Regions from separate parts of the Hordeum vulgare genome. Here region 2 is linked to region 1. A link is a contact called in public HiChIP or PLAC-seq data. All regions are on one chromosome and are shown on one strand. The core of a region is the stretch at or near the end of the contact, and the rest is flanking DNA. Distances in the headings are between cores, read along the strand shown.

Region 1 (3,794 bases), core at 331-2,830:
TAAATATAAGCTTTTATAGATATTTCATTACAAACTACATACAAATGTATATAGATATATTTTACTGTATAAATTCAATTATTTTACTTCGTATGTACTCCTCCGTTCTTAAATATAAGACCTTTTAGAAATTCTACTATGGACTACATACGAAGCAAAATGAATAAACCTATACTTTAAAATATGTTTATATACATCCGTATGTAGTCCATAGTGTAATCTTTAAAAGGTCTTTTATTTTAAAAGGTAGTGGCTCGAGCACCTCTCTTCCACCAAGGAGAACTAGGTTTGATCCCCGGTTCTAACACTTTTTCTCCCTCTTTTCTCTTTTTAGGAACATTTTCTCTCTTTATTAGCAGCAAGCATGCACCACTTTTTTCATGTTATATAATCTCACCTCGCTCTTTTATACAAATTTCGACCAGTTTATATAGGATCACATGTTTCCTGAAATATCGATAAGAGGCCTAAATAACTATAGCGGGAAGGTGCATTTAAAGGATAAACAGGAAATTATCCCCTGTCTCTAGGGTATGAAAGGATGGAAACCTTAAAAAAGAAATGTGGGGCTGGATTTCAGATGCATGTGATGCCTCGATGGGATGGAAGGAAAAAAGAATTGTAAAGCAAGTAGTAGCGGCAAGGAAAACAACCAGCAGCATGAGGTTCAAGAGGTTCCTGCATGTTAGTGTTGGAATCATCATTAAAGGGATGAAAGCAGCGATAATGGAGCTAGGGAACTACCTAGGATCAAGAACGCACTAGAGAAACGAGGTGGTCCACAGTGCCATCCTGCCGACATGGATGTCGATCTGCACCAACGGCTGGCGGACCAGGAGACCGTCAGTGACAAAAGGAGTCAGCATCCCTTCCTCCTCTACTCTTCCATAAGCTTTACGGGATTATACTAATATATTAGTTGACAGAGGGAGTATAAGTAGTATTCTAATATCAGAAAAAGTAATATTTAAATCGCTAAAAAATTGTTGTGTCTAAAATGAAAATTTCAAACAAAACATAGTCACGGTTTGTATTTGTGATGAATAACTCAAGTTTCAATTGGCAAACTTAAACTACTAAAATACATTGTGCTCTCTAGGCTAGCCACATGTAATTCATTAACTAAATGTATTATATTCTTATAAGTGCAACCAACGTTCAAATTTATTTGATTTTGAATTAACAAGGTTGACTATACATTATGTGTTCTCAATACCTTGATTTGACCATCGTAGAATTGCTAATTTGTTGGAGCGCACGGAGACTGTACGACGAGGATGTCCCAACGGACGAGGAGGAGCTCACTATTTCCTTGAACGAGGTGGAGCACCAGACATGCCGACACACTAGGAGTACTAGGGTCCGATGTTTTATTTGTACATGCTTCCGGTGCAACGCACGGACTCTTTTGATAGCCAAAACATAATGAATAGTGTTTCCCCGTTATTACCTAGATTTACATAGATCCATGAGAATCTCCGGTCCACCGAAACCTTCTTTTTCGGAGTATGTCTGAGTGAACACAAAGCATAGGGCACTGTATTTGATAGCAGATTCCGTGCGAAAAGCCTCATCACTAGCAGCAGATTAGGAATCCGGGCCCTCCCCCCTCCTTTGCCCCCTTTCTCCCCCCTCCACACCCACACCACACCACTTGCTCCGTCGCTCCTCCCCTTTCTTCTTCCCAGCCCCTCGCACAGCCAACAAGACCGGATCGATCAGCCGGACCTCCCCCCTGCGACTCCACCGCCCTACAGCCGCCGCCGCGCAGTCTCATCGCCGACGCCTCGCCCCCGCCTCTCACGCCCGTTGCCGGTCCCGCTCTTCCCCGCCGCCGGGACGCCGCGCTCGCTCCTGCTGTCTACTCCCCGCACCGTCCCAGCCTCTGCCCGTCGGGTTCTGAGGTACGAGCCCGTTTCCATCCCCCGGGCGGCCTTCGTGATTTTCTGGGCGCGCTGTCTAGATCCGCCCGTGGTCTCACCCCCAACCTTTGGTTGCTTGTTCCTCTCAGGGAGAGCGGAAGGGGCCGAGGAGGGGATTCGGGCAGAGGAGCAGCAGCGAGCCCCGGCGGCCGGCGGCGGCGACATGTCGGGGGAGGACGTCCGCAAGGTCTCTCGCCAGGACATACAGCTCGTCAGTATCATCATTTCACAAACTGACTAACACTACTTCCGCTCTGCTGCATTCTCGTTTTTTTTCCTGCCGATTACCGTCCGATCAAGCTAGCCACGGCCTAGGTCAATACATCATGCACGGCGTGTGCTACTGCTATTGCTTGCTGATGTCGAAACGCAAAGCAGCAAGCAACTGATATTTGTTATGTTTGCTTGTGGGTTGGGGAGCTGACTTGGGATGAGATTCCTTGCACTTGTTACGTTATATGTTATATATACGTTGTGATTAAAATTTAGTAAGTTCTTGCTTGCATGTATCGATGATTCATGTTGCTTGTAACTGCTATGCAGGTCCAGAATCTCATCGAGCGCTGTCTCCAGCTGTATATGAACCAGAAAGAGGTGATTGATACCCTCTCCCTTGAGGCCAAGATAGAACCCAGCTTTACTGAACTTGGTAATGGTCTTTACTTTATATACTCAGAAATATCTTTAGCTATGAGGTCCCAGGATTGGTAAACAACATCATAGTTCATACATAATTGGCCTGATGGCTGAAACCGTCGGCAAATTCTGGTTTGCACAGAATAAATCAATGCTTTTGGTAGAAACCATATCTAAAGTGCTGCGTCAGGAATTGTTATATGATGGGGAGATAAATCTTCTGTTTTTAATACTATAAACCTGGCAGAAAATGTTCAGTTCCCCTCTTTTTGACCTCCGAGAATCCATTAGTACAATTTTCTAACATAATGGAAAATCCTGCAAACCACAATATGTTCTCTTCATTTGTCACTCCTCATGTATTTATGCCAACGGAAATATTTCTTTGTTCCTGTTTGTGCCTTGAAATTGTGCAACTTGATGACACAACATAAGCACTAGCAGAAAGCTTGTCTAGATGTAGAAGATTCAGTTGATAGGCTCATAATGTGGACTTTGTTGGCAAATAACGCAAGCAGGACATCATGTATTCATGTTCAACATCCCAATTGTTTGAAGATTGATTTGCATGACCTGCTTTGGGCTGAAGGTCTACCAGTGGACTGTAGCTTCATTAGCATGATAACAGGCCTACTAGGTAGCATACATGTGAAAATGTTTGAACCTGTTAAGTGGAACTCGCATGGATAGCATTCCCCGAACTTCACGGGCATTCTCTTTTATCTCTCCAAAATATTAAATCTCATTCTATCTCGTAAGTTCTTTTCAAATGGGTAATGTATGATTGGTCCTCAAACTTATGGTATCAGTTCACCTGGGTCCCTGTACTCTTGAAGTGCACTTCAATGCCCCTAATGTGGAATAATTTGCTAATTAGCCGTCCCAATGCCACTTCTGTGTCTTCTTTTGTTGATGTGACTCATCTGGTGGAAGATATAGCGCCCATGTTTTTTGCAAACTTGCTGAAAACCCTTCTGGCCTACATAAAACTCACCAAAGCCTTCTCTTTGACCCCATTTTGTGTTGGAGCTTTAGTTTGGCTTAGGTGAGTGAATCAAACACTGTTTCCTTAATCACCAATAGGCAGCACACCCGGTTTATTAGGACCACTCTTTAAAATGTTCAGCAAATCGCTAAACGGTAACTGCTCGGCCAGCTGGCGTGTAGGGGAATAGTAGGCTAATCAGCTAGTTAATTTGCTGATAAATCTGTTAATCAGCTACTTGGTGACCCACT
Region 2 (3,794 bases), core at 896-3,395, 180 kb after region 1:
CCATCTAGCGGAAAATATGATTGATGTTAAAAAGACAAAAACAACAGAATATCAGTAATGCGATAAAAAGGTACATGACAACTCATTCTCCTTTTAAGCGATGAAGGCTTACCGATACTTGAGTTACGGCTGCTTTTTGGCTTTGCAAATGTAACTTGTGAGAAGAACAACTTTAACTGCATAAAACATTGACAGCAATAAGCACTATACCGTTTCCACATAAGCACCTCGTGCAAACATCTAGACTGAATCAGTAACTTATAAATGCCACTTCTATTGAACAGCGTGTAAAATTGTAGCAATATCATGACAACTCTACCATGTACACTTGAGAGAAAAACTGGATAACAATATAGACTATTTGTAATCAACCATATACAGAAAAGACACATGAAAGCTGATGACTAACTTCCTCGATCAAACAATATGTTTCTGAAGTACATATGGAAATTCCTAACCAGACAAGAAAACCAGCACCAACCAATACCTGGCAATACAGGAGACTTGTATCTTTACCCCGGAAAATCTTCGCAACAAATTTTCCACCAACTTTGAGTACATGAGTCACAATTGTCAGTGCCTAAATGCAACATATATAAATACACAAATTAGCCAAATAAGCAAGCAGCTTGCAAATTTAATCTGCAAAACTAAGCCAAGGAAAATTGCAACTAGTGGAAAACATAACAAGTTAATGGAACCATAGTGTTACACCGTGTTTTTCTACAACATAAACAGCAACAAATTATCCAAAGGTTGAATAAAAATGATCCACTGTTCAATACAAAAATTCAAGTAAGGTATTGCACTGAAAGTAAACATTTTAAGGTAGAATGCCGAACATAAACTGCAGGGTTAAGGTAGCATTATTTTTGGACACTATCTTATGGACACTGCAATTTGCTCCAAAAAGTGTCTCTGATGTAAATTCATATGCAGAGACAGAGAAAAATATACCAACCGCCAATATAAGCTGGGACTGAACAAACTCATCCATATCATGAAGCCCAGTAACTGCAATCATCCAAAGCGAAGTAAGAAACAGAAGTACCATAAACACATGTAACATGGTTATGGACCACTTGTTCAGCAATGCAATCTTACCATCAGGGGCACCATCACAGACAACCAAGTCCGCTTTGCATCCATCGAAGTGCCTGATAACCTGGCAGCATATTTACATCTGTTACAGCAAGCAGAAGTTTCATCACAAAGAATGTATCTATGGGTCTGTCCATCTCACCACTTCCGCTGTTCGAGCATTGGTGATGTCGCCCTGCACTTGTATGACACCTTCTATAGGAGCCATCGGCTGCAGATCGATTGCGACGATGAGAGGAAGGCCGCCATCTCTGGTACAAGCATAGCACAGAAACAATCAGGCACAAAGAATGAAATTATGTTGGAACATCGGGTGTTCGCACTGACGCTGCTACTCACTTGCCGTCAGATGATAGCTTTGCCGGCAGGTACAAATTGCGGCTCAAAACCTGCAATTGCGATTGAGATAAGCAATGGAACGAACAGATGCAAGCATGGATGGGGGAAAACTGGGCGTGCGAGTACCTGGCTCCAGCTCCCAGGGGCAGCGCACAGGTCAACGGCGCGCTTCACTCCTGCACACACGAACAGCAAAATGAGAACACCATGTGGTTAATTTGATGCTGCGCGTCAGTGGAAGCAAGGTGGCAGGAAGGCCAGCGAGACCGTGGAAGATGTTGAACTCCTGGTCGATCTGCATTAGCTTGAAGGCGCTGCGAGCCCTCCACCCCTCCTCCTTGGCCTTCCGATAGTATATGTCCTGGGAAACCGACGGGCAGACCAGCGAGTCGCAGACACGGTGAGGGGCGGCGAAGCGAAACGGGGGAGAGGAGGGGAGGGGGAGGAGCTGGCTGAGAAAGAAAGAAACGGAGGTCGCGTACCCGCTTGTCTTTGGAGGCCTTGCCCATCGCGACGAGGAGCCGGGCGCAGCGCAGGAAAGGAGCGGCGCGGCGGAGGCCGACGGTGGGGTGTGCGCGGAGGAAGGAGGAGCGACCGGCGAGGCGGCGCGGCGCGGAGCGGAGCGGGTAGTCTGTCTGCTAGGTGCCGACTGCCGACTGCGGCCGGGCTGGGCTGGGCCCTCGACGGAATCGAGCCCGTTCTCTTCAGGTGGACAGACTCTGAAAGCAAGTCTACCCAAAGTCCCAAACGACCCTGAACTTAGCAAAGTTTTTCTAAAAAGAAAAGGCAACGCTACGCGTCGGTCATAGATCTTTCTCAAAGACCCGCCGTCTGGCGAGTCATAGAATTCAACACGGTCAGATTTAGCTGTCAGCTTTGCAATAAGGATGATGTTGCGCTTGAAGAGTTAATGTTACGGAACTTTTGCAACAAAGGTATTGTTGAAGAATTTTTTGAGCTGATATTGCAAAAAAGAAATCTTTCACTTTTATACAGGTGTTAGTGAACAAAGTTTTCCAACATTACAAATGTTGCAAAACTCTTTCTTGCAACAGGGAGGATGTTACAAAAAAAAGACCAATGTTGTTCGCCACGAGCTCACATCAAACGATGGTGAGGAATGAGTGACGCTGCTCGTCGCCGCCGACGAGTGCCGAACCGTCGACCAGGTCGCATCGTCGCCATCCTCCTATCCGACGAGGTGGGTGCACAACACGCGGCTGACGGACATATACGGGCGGCAAGCACCACTGCAATGACCGGCACTAACCTCTGGTTGCAAGGGCGCATCGTGAATTCGCATGAGATCCAAATCCCACAAAAGACTAGTTGTTGCGGTGGGGAAAATTACAACAATGGCTCGGTTGCAAAACCAGGTTGCTCCCCTAACCATTCGATCAAGATAGATCCGACGGTCAAAAAGGGAATGGACGCGAGTGTTGGTATGATGGTATCAACCGGCTCATGGCAAACGTTTCCCAAAAATAATGTAGCAAAGTATTTGTTTTACCCTGGTAAAAAGAGAAAACTTAGAAACCCAACTTGGCAAAGAAGTGCAACCTCGCTGATGTGTCCTGCAGTTTGAGGAGGTGAGGTTATTGCTATCTGTTCATTGGCTCGAGTGTCTGAACTCGGGAGCACATCGTATCTCAGCCCCTTTCCAAGAAAGAGGCCAAGGGGGGGAGTTCCCTCCCTTAACTTTCGTTATTTTTTGACTAGGAACTCCATTATTCCATTAAACAGGCGCAGTGAACTCACTGGCCAAGACAGACCTTACAGATACCGGGACATAGTCCAACCAAACCACACGTTCAGCCTCTTGGGCAAAACCAAGTGCGGCAAGCTCGTGAACTAATTTATTACAACCCCGTGGGGCGAAGCACACATCAACAGAAATGAAGTTTAGCCTAATGAAAGAACGCAGATCGCGGAAGATGATTCCTTTAGGTGCCAGGTTGAACTTTGTACTTTCAAGCGTCGTTGCCAAAATTTGAGAATCAGTCTCCAGGATTATCCGGCCCATTCCCCAGAGTGCAGCAGCTTGCAAAGCTTTGCCGCATGCTGTCGCTTCTACCTGCAGAGCACTAGCGGCTCTCGGAATGACGCCCAGACCCGATCCTCAGATAGCACCATCCTCGTCGCGAGCAGCAAATCCCCATCCTCGTCGCGAGCAACAAATCCCCATCCTCCGCGACCGGACATAGCATTGTAGGCCCCATCCAGGTTCACTTTGATCAGATCTTCCCCCGGTGGCTGCCACTTTGCATGGTGCTTCCGCTCTGCACTATTCTCCTTCAGACGACAGGCATGCAGCGATTCGCACGCCCAGTACCTAACCTGCCCCCATCAATTCC

The links. HiChIP or PLAC-seq counts read pairs in DNA pulled down with a chosen protein or histone mark.
Region 2: an H3K4me3 HiChIP or PLAC-seq map of embryo shows a contact between it and region 1, with 4 times the contacts expected there. The contact joins the promoter of LOC123410232 here to the promoter of LOC123407144 in region 1. A contact is called at or near these places in 1 of 6 Hi-C or Micro-C datasets (seedling) and 1 of 1 datasets of contacts at active chromatin or transcription factors (embryo).

Annotation. Positions count from the first base shown.
Region 1 is chr7H:562,529,617-562,533,410 of MorexV3_pseudomolecules_assembly, forward strand. LOC123407144 reads left to right here and starts at 1,581. Exons shown (of 8, transcript XR_006612545.1): 1 at 1,581-1,904; 2 at 2,012-2,133; 3 at 2,466-2,571.
Region 2 is chr7H:562,713,678-562,717,471 of MorexV3_pseudomolecules_assembly, forward strand. LOC123410232 (putative tRNA (cytidine(32)/guanosine(34)-2'-O)-methyltransferase) reads right to left here and starts at 2,146. Exons shown (of 11, transcript XM_045103141.1): 1 at 1,923-2,146; 2 at 1,708-1,801; 3 at 1,567-1,616; 4 at 1,441-1,490; 5 at 1,244-1,352; 6 at 1,105-1,165; 7 at 962-1,014; 8 at 488-580; 9 at 113-176. The coding sequence starts at 1,949.